Regions from separate parts of the Mus musculus genome. Here region 1 is linked to region 2. A link is a contact called in public HiChIP or PLAC-seq data. All regions are on one chromosome and are shown on one strand. The core of a region is the stretch at or near the end of the contact, and the rest is flanking DNA. Distances in the headings are between cores, read along the strand shown. Region 1 overlaps Gm14325 (predicted gene 14325). Region 2 has its middle 95 kb from the start of Gm14413.

Evidence for each region. HiChIP or PLAC-seq counts read pairs in DNA pulled down with a chosen protein or histone mark.
Region 1: a contact with region 2 is called in an H3K4me3 HiChIP or PLAC-seq map of embryonic stem cells, with 15 times the contacts expected there. The contact joins two enhancer-like sites. A contact is called at or near these places in 2 of 115 datasets of contacts at active chromatin or transcription factors (embryonic stem cells and stem cell-derived neural progenitor cells) and 2 of 9 other capture datasets (adipose tissue and liver).

What each region holds. Positions count from the first base shown.
Region 1 is chr2:177,834,815-177,837,869 of GRCm38.p6, reverse strand. The region is part of intron 1 of Gm14325 (predicted gene 14325); the gene reads left to right. Among named protein-coding and RNA genes, the nearest start is that of Gm14325, 4.0 kb to the left of the region's middle. Within about 2 kb of position 1,554, at least 7 of the 459 cell types and tissues checked have an H3K27ac peak or open chromatin away from gene starts, as enhancers often do. A contact at or near this core is called in embryonic stem cells, where this site is marked.
Region 2 is chr2:177,072,653-177,075,795 of GRCm38.p6, reverse strand. No RefSeq gene overlaps it. Among named protein-coding and RNA genes, the nearest start is that of Gm14413, 95 kb to the left of the region's middle. Within about 2 kb of position 1,620, at least 31 of the 459 cell types and tissues checked have an H3K27ac peak or open chromatin away from gene starts, as enhancers often do. A contact at or near this core is called in embryonic stem cells, where this site is marked.

The DNA.
Region 1 (3,055 bases), core at 305-2,804, 760 kb before region 2:
CAGGTGTCACCCTTCTAGAGAAGGATAAGAGTCAGGCAGGGTGAATAATTTTGTAATTTAACAGCATGTATTAAATAATGCATGATATTAAATAAAACTAGATTGGTGGGTGCTTAGTTTGTGCAGGTTAGCTTGAGCCAGTGATAATGAATTTCTGTTTTAGGATCTATACTATATAGATAGAATGTATCAGAAATGTAAAACACATGCCATTAGCTGGAGCTGTGTGTGTCAGATTATAGATCTCAGTAGTTAACAAAGCACATAGGAGCAAGTTCAAATACTATCTTATTAATGCCATTTATTCTACGAGGAAGAGCATGATCTTTTTCAAATCAGTACAGTAATATATTTTTTCAGTTATTTTTATCTTTTTAAAAAGTTATTTTTTGGTACTACTTTTTAAATTTCATTTTCACTATCCATACGTGACCTCTTACATGTTTCTGTTCTCCAATATTGACCCCAAATTAAGAATATCATTCCTATTTTTAAAGAGATTTCATATCTGTCTGCTTAGAGAAACATCTCCTGTAGCTTTTTCTTTATGCCATGGAGTAAAGACTTGCTTTGAACTCCGAATCCTGCCTCTGCTGCCCAGGGCTTGGAAAACATTCCTACAGCTGCTTTCAGGCTGGGTTCTGACTGATCAGTGAGCCAAAAGACACCAGGGAATGAGTGTTGTCTAACCTCCCTGGGTGACAGGGTTACAAGTTAGGGGATTACAAATAAAGAGGGACAGGTATAAGGTTGAGTTCACTGACCAACTTTGAAGCTGGTCTACTTGCAGCACAGAAGAGGAGGAGGAATAAGGTAGGTGAGGCCTTTCTGCTTTGGCAGTAGTTGACATTCACCATGAGGAGTCAAGGAATCAATTTTACACAATCAGTAAAATTCCATACTGGCCATCTTGTGGCATTTCCCAGATTAGGGCAATGACAAATGAGATCACAGGCCCTGACCATTACAGCATATTGCTGGCTTACCTCACCATCTACCCCAGGAGTAGGACAGCCAATCTCCCAGCTGTCATTCTGTATGCAATCCAATCATTTGGGAACTGGCCTTTTCATCTATCATTAATCCTCCTGACCTGGCTCTTGCTTCTCCCCTCCTTCCTCTCTTCACAAGGTCCAAGGTCATGTCTACTCTATATTTTCCCAGGTACAAATGGGTCTGGCTATGTTCTCACTTTGTGTATAATATACTTTCTACTCCAACATACCTAGGAGCAGTGATGTCTTTTTTTAAAAAATATCTTCTTTTTCTACCTTTTTCTCGCCCAATGGCTGCTTTTAGTCTTAAAATTCAAACCCACTTTCACTTTGAAATTTTTGTTAATATATGAATTGGATTGCAGGTTGGCTGCAGGACTTCCCCAGTAAGTAGTATAGATGACTGTAGTGGGTATTGCATGCATAATTGAATATACAAAGAAAGGACCCTGGGCCTTTAAAATGGAAATTACTTGGTTTGCGGGACTAGATCGTTCTTTTAAATGTAAATATTCCAGACTAGGGCTCTGTCTGCTTGTAGGGTGTAACTGCAGAGTTTGGGAGGTTTTAGCTATCTAAATCTTTTGCTCTGTGATCCCACAGTGAAGGAGCTGCTGTTGCCCTGAAGCCCAGCTGACTTTTCCATGCTAATGAGGGACTATGGGCAGGACTAACAATCAGGAACACTAGGGGAAGGTAGCTTACAGGTTCTTTACAGGATTCTCCTCAGATGCATCTGTTAAAAGCTGCCTGGAAGACCACAAGCCATCCCCTGGTTATTATAGTAATCTCTGTTACAGTACAGTAGGAGCAAGTCTGCAGAGCTATTTGAGTCCGATCTGCTGATTCTAAATGGACTGTGGATCACAGTTTGGTTCTGTTGGTCCATGTGGTGATCATAGCAGAGGCCCTTGTCCTTTGACTTCCTGACTGTGGATTTACAGGGGTAGGGGTGGCTCGGTAGCCCTGGGAGTGGGAATGTATGGAACTTAAATGTGACTATGCAGTATGCACATACAGGCATTGCCTTTGGTGTGCCGTAGGACAACATTGGAAAAGTAATGGTTTGATTTCTAGAATTCATGACCCTTCTGTATTCAGTTTTGTGTTTCTAGTTTTATAAATAGTTTAGAAGGTAGTAGTAAAGAGCTGTCAGCGATCATCCTTCAGAAATATTTGATTAGATTCCTTTTACCTTTCTGTTACCTATTGTCAAAATGGTGTGATTCACAGAACTTCAATTCTTGGTTACAAAAGAAGCTTCTGACATGCAGAAGTTTCTCAGGTGTTGCTGGTGCTGGGTGGGTGGATAGGACAGACTGGAGCATAATGCATATGGCAGGAAGCAGACATTAAATTATCATTCAGCATTTTTTTTTTTTTTTGTATATGGGCTCCCGTGGGCCGGTTTAGCCTGAGAGTACAAAGGGTCATGAACAGCTGTAGAACAATAGCTCAACTTTCTGATCATCTACAATGACAGAGAGAACTCTGGAGCATGGGGCCTCTCTGTTTGGAAGTCAGATCGGTAGTAACTGTAGGGTCAGATTTATAACAGTTTAGGGGTGACTTTGAGTTATTTTTATTGGAGGCAGGAAATATGATTTTATTTTATTTCTATACACATCCTAGCACAGGTAACATTAGTCAAGGTCACATTGTTCCTGGTGTAGTTGCCTTAGTTATTGAAGAAAAGTTGAAAATTGGTCACGTGGAAATGGGCAGAGGAAGCTTTCCCTGATATTGTGTGGCAGTTCTGTGGCCTACTATGAGACTGTCCTGTCTAGGAAAACAGATAGTGGGCTTGTTCTTTAGACAGACTGCTTGGTCTTTGGGAGAATTGGCTATGGTTGAGAAGGGGGTGTCTGCCCAGACTTGGGGGCTAAGAAGGGAAGGGGAGATGGAAATGGTCTTTTTTATCTACAGGTGACATGGATAGGTGAGAAGAAACTGCAGTTTTAAGGGAACTCTTGCATATTTGATCTCAGGGAACAAAAATGTGGAAAGTCTACCAGCATTCTACATGGTTCCATACACAACATCTTAATACTAAGGCATCA
Region 2 (3,143 bases), core at 371-2,870:
GAGATAAGGAAAAGAGAAAGGAGAAGATTTTTGCCCTTCCCCACTTAGGATCTTTTTGCTTTTCCTCTTAGATAGCTTTCATAGGTAACTTTTGACAACTTAGTAATAAACTCCAGAACCACTTCTTTGAGCATCCCATTTTCTTCCTGTGACTTCTGACTTGCAGGCTAAAAGTTAGAGCCCAGCAGTTCCTTCTGAGATAGAGCAAAGGCCACATTGCTTAATCCTCAGCTGTTAGGCTACAGGTGATAATCACCTAAGCCATCAGTCTTCTACCCTCAGAAAGAGCAAGGAAGTTTTTAGGCTCAAATGCTCAAAGCAAGTATGAAGTACATGGCATAAGGGAAGCCTGAACTACAGATGTTGCTGTAAACAGACAGATATGTAATTTCTTTACAAATAGGAATGAATCTGTTGTTTTCTGGGAAACATTGGAGAATAGAAACAAGTAACAGATCAGGGCACCTATGCATAAAGAAAATGGAATTTAAAAAGTAATACCAAGGGCTGGAGAGATGGCTCAGTGGTTAAGAGCACCAACTGCTAGTCTGAAGGTCCTGAGTCAAATCCCTGCAACCACATGGTGGCTCAAAACCATCCATAAAGAAATCTGATGCCCTCTTCTGGAGTGTCTGAAAACTGCTACAGTGTACTTACATATAATAAATAAATAAATCTTTAAAAAGGAAAAATATATAATTTTAAAAAATTTGTCACTGTACTGATTAGAAAAGGATCAGGCCTTTCTTTGTAGAAGGAATGGCATTAATGAGATAGTGTTTGACCTTGCCCCTAAGTGCTTTGTTAACTACTGAGATCTATAATGTGACAGACATACACAGAGACAGCTAATGGCATGTGTTTTACATTTCTGAGCTCAATTAAATATGTCAACAAGGATTGCACAAATCTACATAATACAGATCCTAAAATGGGAATTCATTACCCACTGGCTCAAGCTAACCTGTCCAAACAAAACACCCACCAATCTAGTTTTACTAAATTACATGCAGAAATGAATGCAGTCTGTGAAGTTACAAAATCATTCTCACTGCCTGAATCAGGTCCTTCTCCATAACAGTGATCCCTGCAGCACACTCCCTTTTCCTTTGGTCTGTGACCTAGCTCTTGTCTGCACTGTTTTACCTGACAGTGTACACAGTAAGCTGTTCCTCTGGTTCTCGTCCTGCCAAGTGTATTTCCACACACAAGCCCCTGACACAAAGATTTTGTCCAGATGCTGCCAGACAATAAAGTTATTCAGAGGCTACAGCCGGGTCCAAGGAGAGACTAGGTCCACAAAGGAGGGCACAGGTGGCCCGATATACCTGGCTGATGCTTACCATCCATGCGCTGTTAAGACCTACTACACAGGCATCCTTTGCTAAGAAGCTTGCCCCCCCCCCCTTTTTTTATGGGAGATGACTTTGTACTTACCATGTCTGAAGTTCTGAGCTTGCCTGAGCTACCTCGCAGCACTCACTGAAGACAGTAAGAACGCAACACATAGAAACACTCAGGTCACCTGAGTTACAGAGAGAAACTTGAGGGCTTAGTACCAGGAAGAGCCACCTCCTCTTCTGACTGGCAGCTCCGTGTGGGGTTCTGATTGGCTACTGAGTCTTGAAAGACAGGAACACCACCCTTAAAGTTAGAGTGTGTTAAAAGTACACAGCTTAGTGTTTCCAGCCTGGGCCAATCCTTTTTCAGATCTGCGGCTTTGTAGGACAGTAGCAGTAGTGAGTCTCCTCCAATAGCTGATCTGTCTGTTCTCCCGCCAATTCCTTGGGAGGGGCTAAGATTCCAGATCAATGCTGCTTGCCTGCCTGCTTCTCCCCTTTGTGGGCAGTGCCCTTTGTTCATTGCTGTGCAAATTTAGAACTTGCCTGATGTCTAAGCACTGCACTCAGGAGGCACTTCTTCTTCCTGCTAGAATGAAGGTGAATAGCTTGCATAGCCCATCAATCAGCTTACATTGGAGTCACCAATTTGTCCTGCAAGTGGGTGGTTGGTCAGGATATTAGTAATTACAGAAATTAAACAGAGATTTTAGGAAACAAGATCTTGTTCTGTTGCTTCTGACTGGGTTCAGGTCCACTACAAGTATGTTCCACATGATGGTTATGAGCAAACTACAGCACAGAGCAGGAAACACAAGACAGATATTATGGCCTTGCTGGCTTTCCTGGCCTTTGTGGCCATCAGGTATGGACAGAGAACCAAATTAGAGCACAGAGGCAGGGAGATTACTGAGTTTTAGGATCGCCAGTACTGACCTCAGAAATGGGGGTCCAAACACTGCCTACAGGAGTTTTTGGCCCATTGCCTCCAGGGACGTGGGATAACTTCAGGACTGAAGCAGCACTATTATAAAAATACTACAGATCTATTCACATATTACAGACAATGATTATGCAGGAGAAATTAGAATTATGGCTGCCCCATTATAACTGTACCTGCTAACAAAAGAATTGTTCAACTTAATTTAGTTCCCTTGCATCTGCTAAATGTGTGAGAGGACAAGGTGGCTTTGGTTTCACTGATGTGTACTGGGTCCAATCTGTTGCTATTAAGAGACCTAACCTTAAAGTACTAATTGAAGGAAACTGTTTGGAAGGATTAGTAGGCACTGGAGCTGATGTACTCCCTCACCTCCAAAGGACTGGTTATTCCAATGACCCAAAATAAAGTTCAAAACCTAAGATGTATGAAAGGATAATGACCCTGGGACTTAAGAGGACATTCAAGGGCTGGTGAGATGGCTCAGTGAGTAAGAGCACCTGACTGTTCTTCCTAAGGTCCGAAGTTCAAATCCCAGTAACCACATGGTGGCTCACAACCACCTGTAATGAAATATGATGCCCTCTTCTGGTGTATCTGAAGACAGCTACAGTGTACTTACATTAAATAAACAAACAAATAAATAAATAAATAAATAAATAAATAAATAAATCTTTAAAAAAAGAAGAGGACATTGAAAACTGGCTTACTTACTTTAGCAGATGTTTCAAAAAGTAGGTGTAAGATTATTATTGACTTAAAAGATCAGTTTTATAGTATTCCTTTGCATCTTGAGGGTTGTAAAAGGTTTGCATTTGATGTATCTGCTTGTAATTTTAAATAAGCCGCGAAGTGATATCATT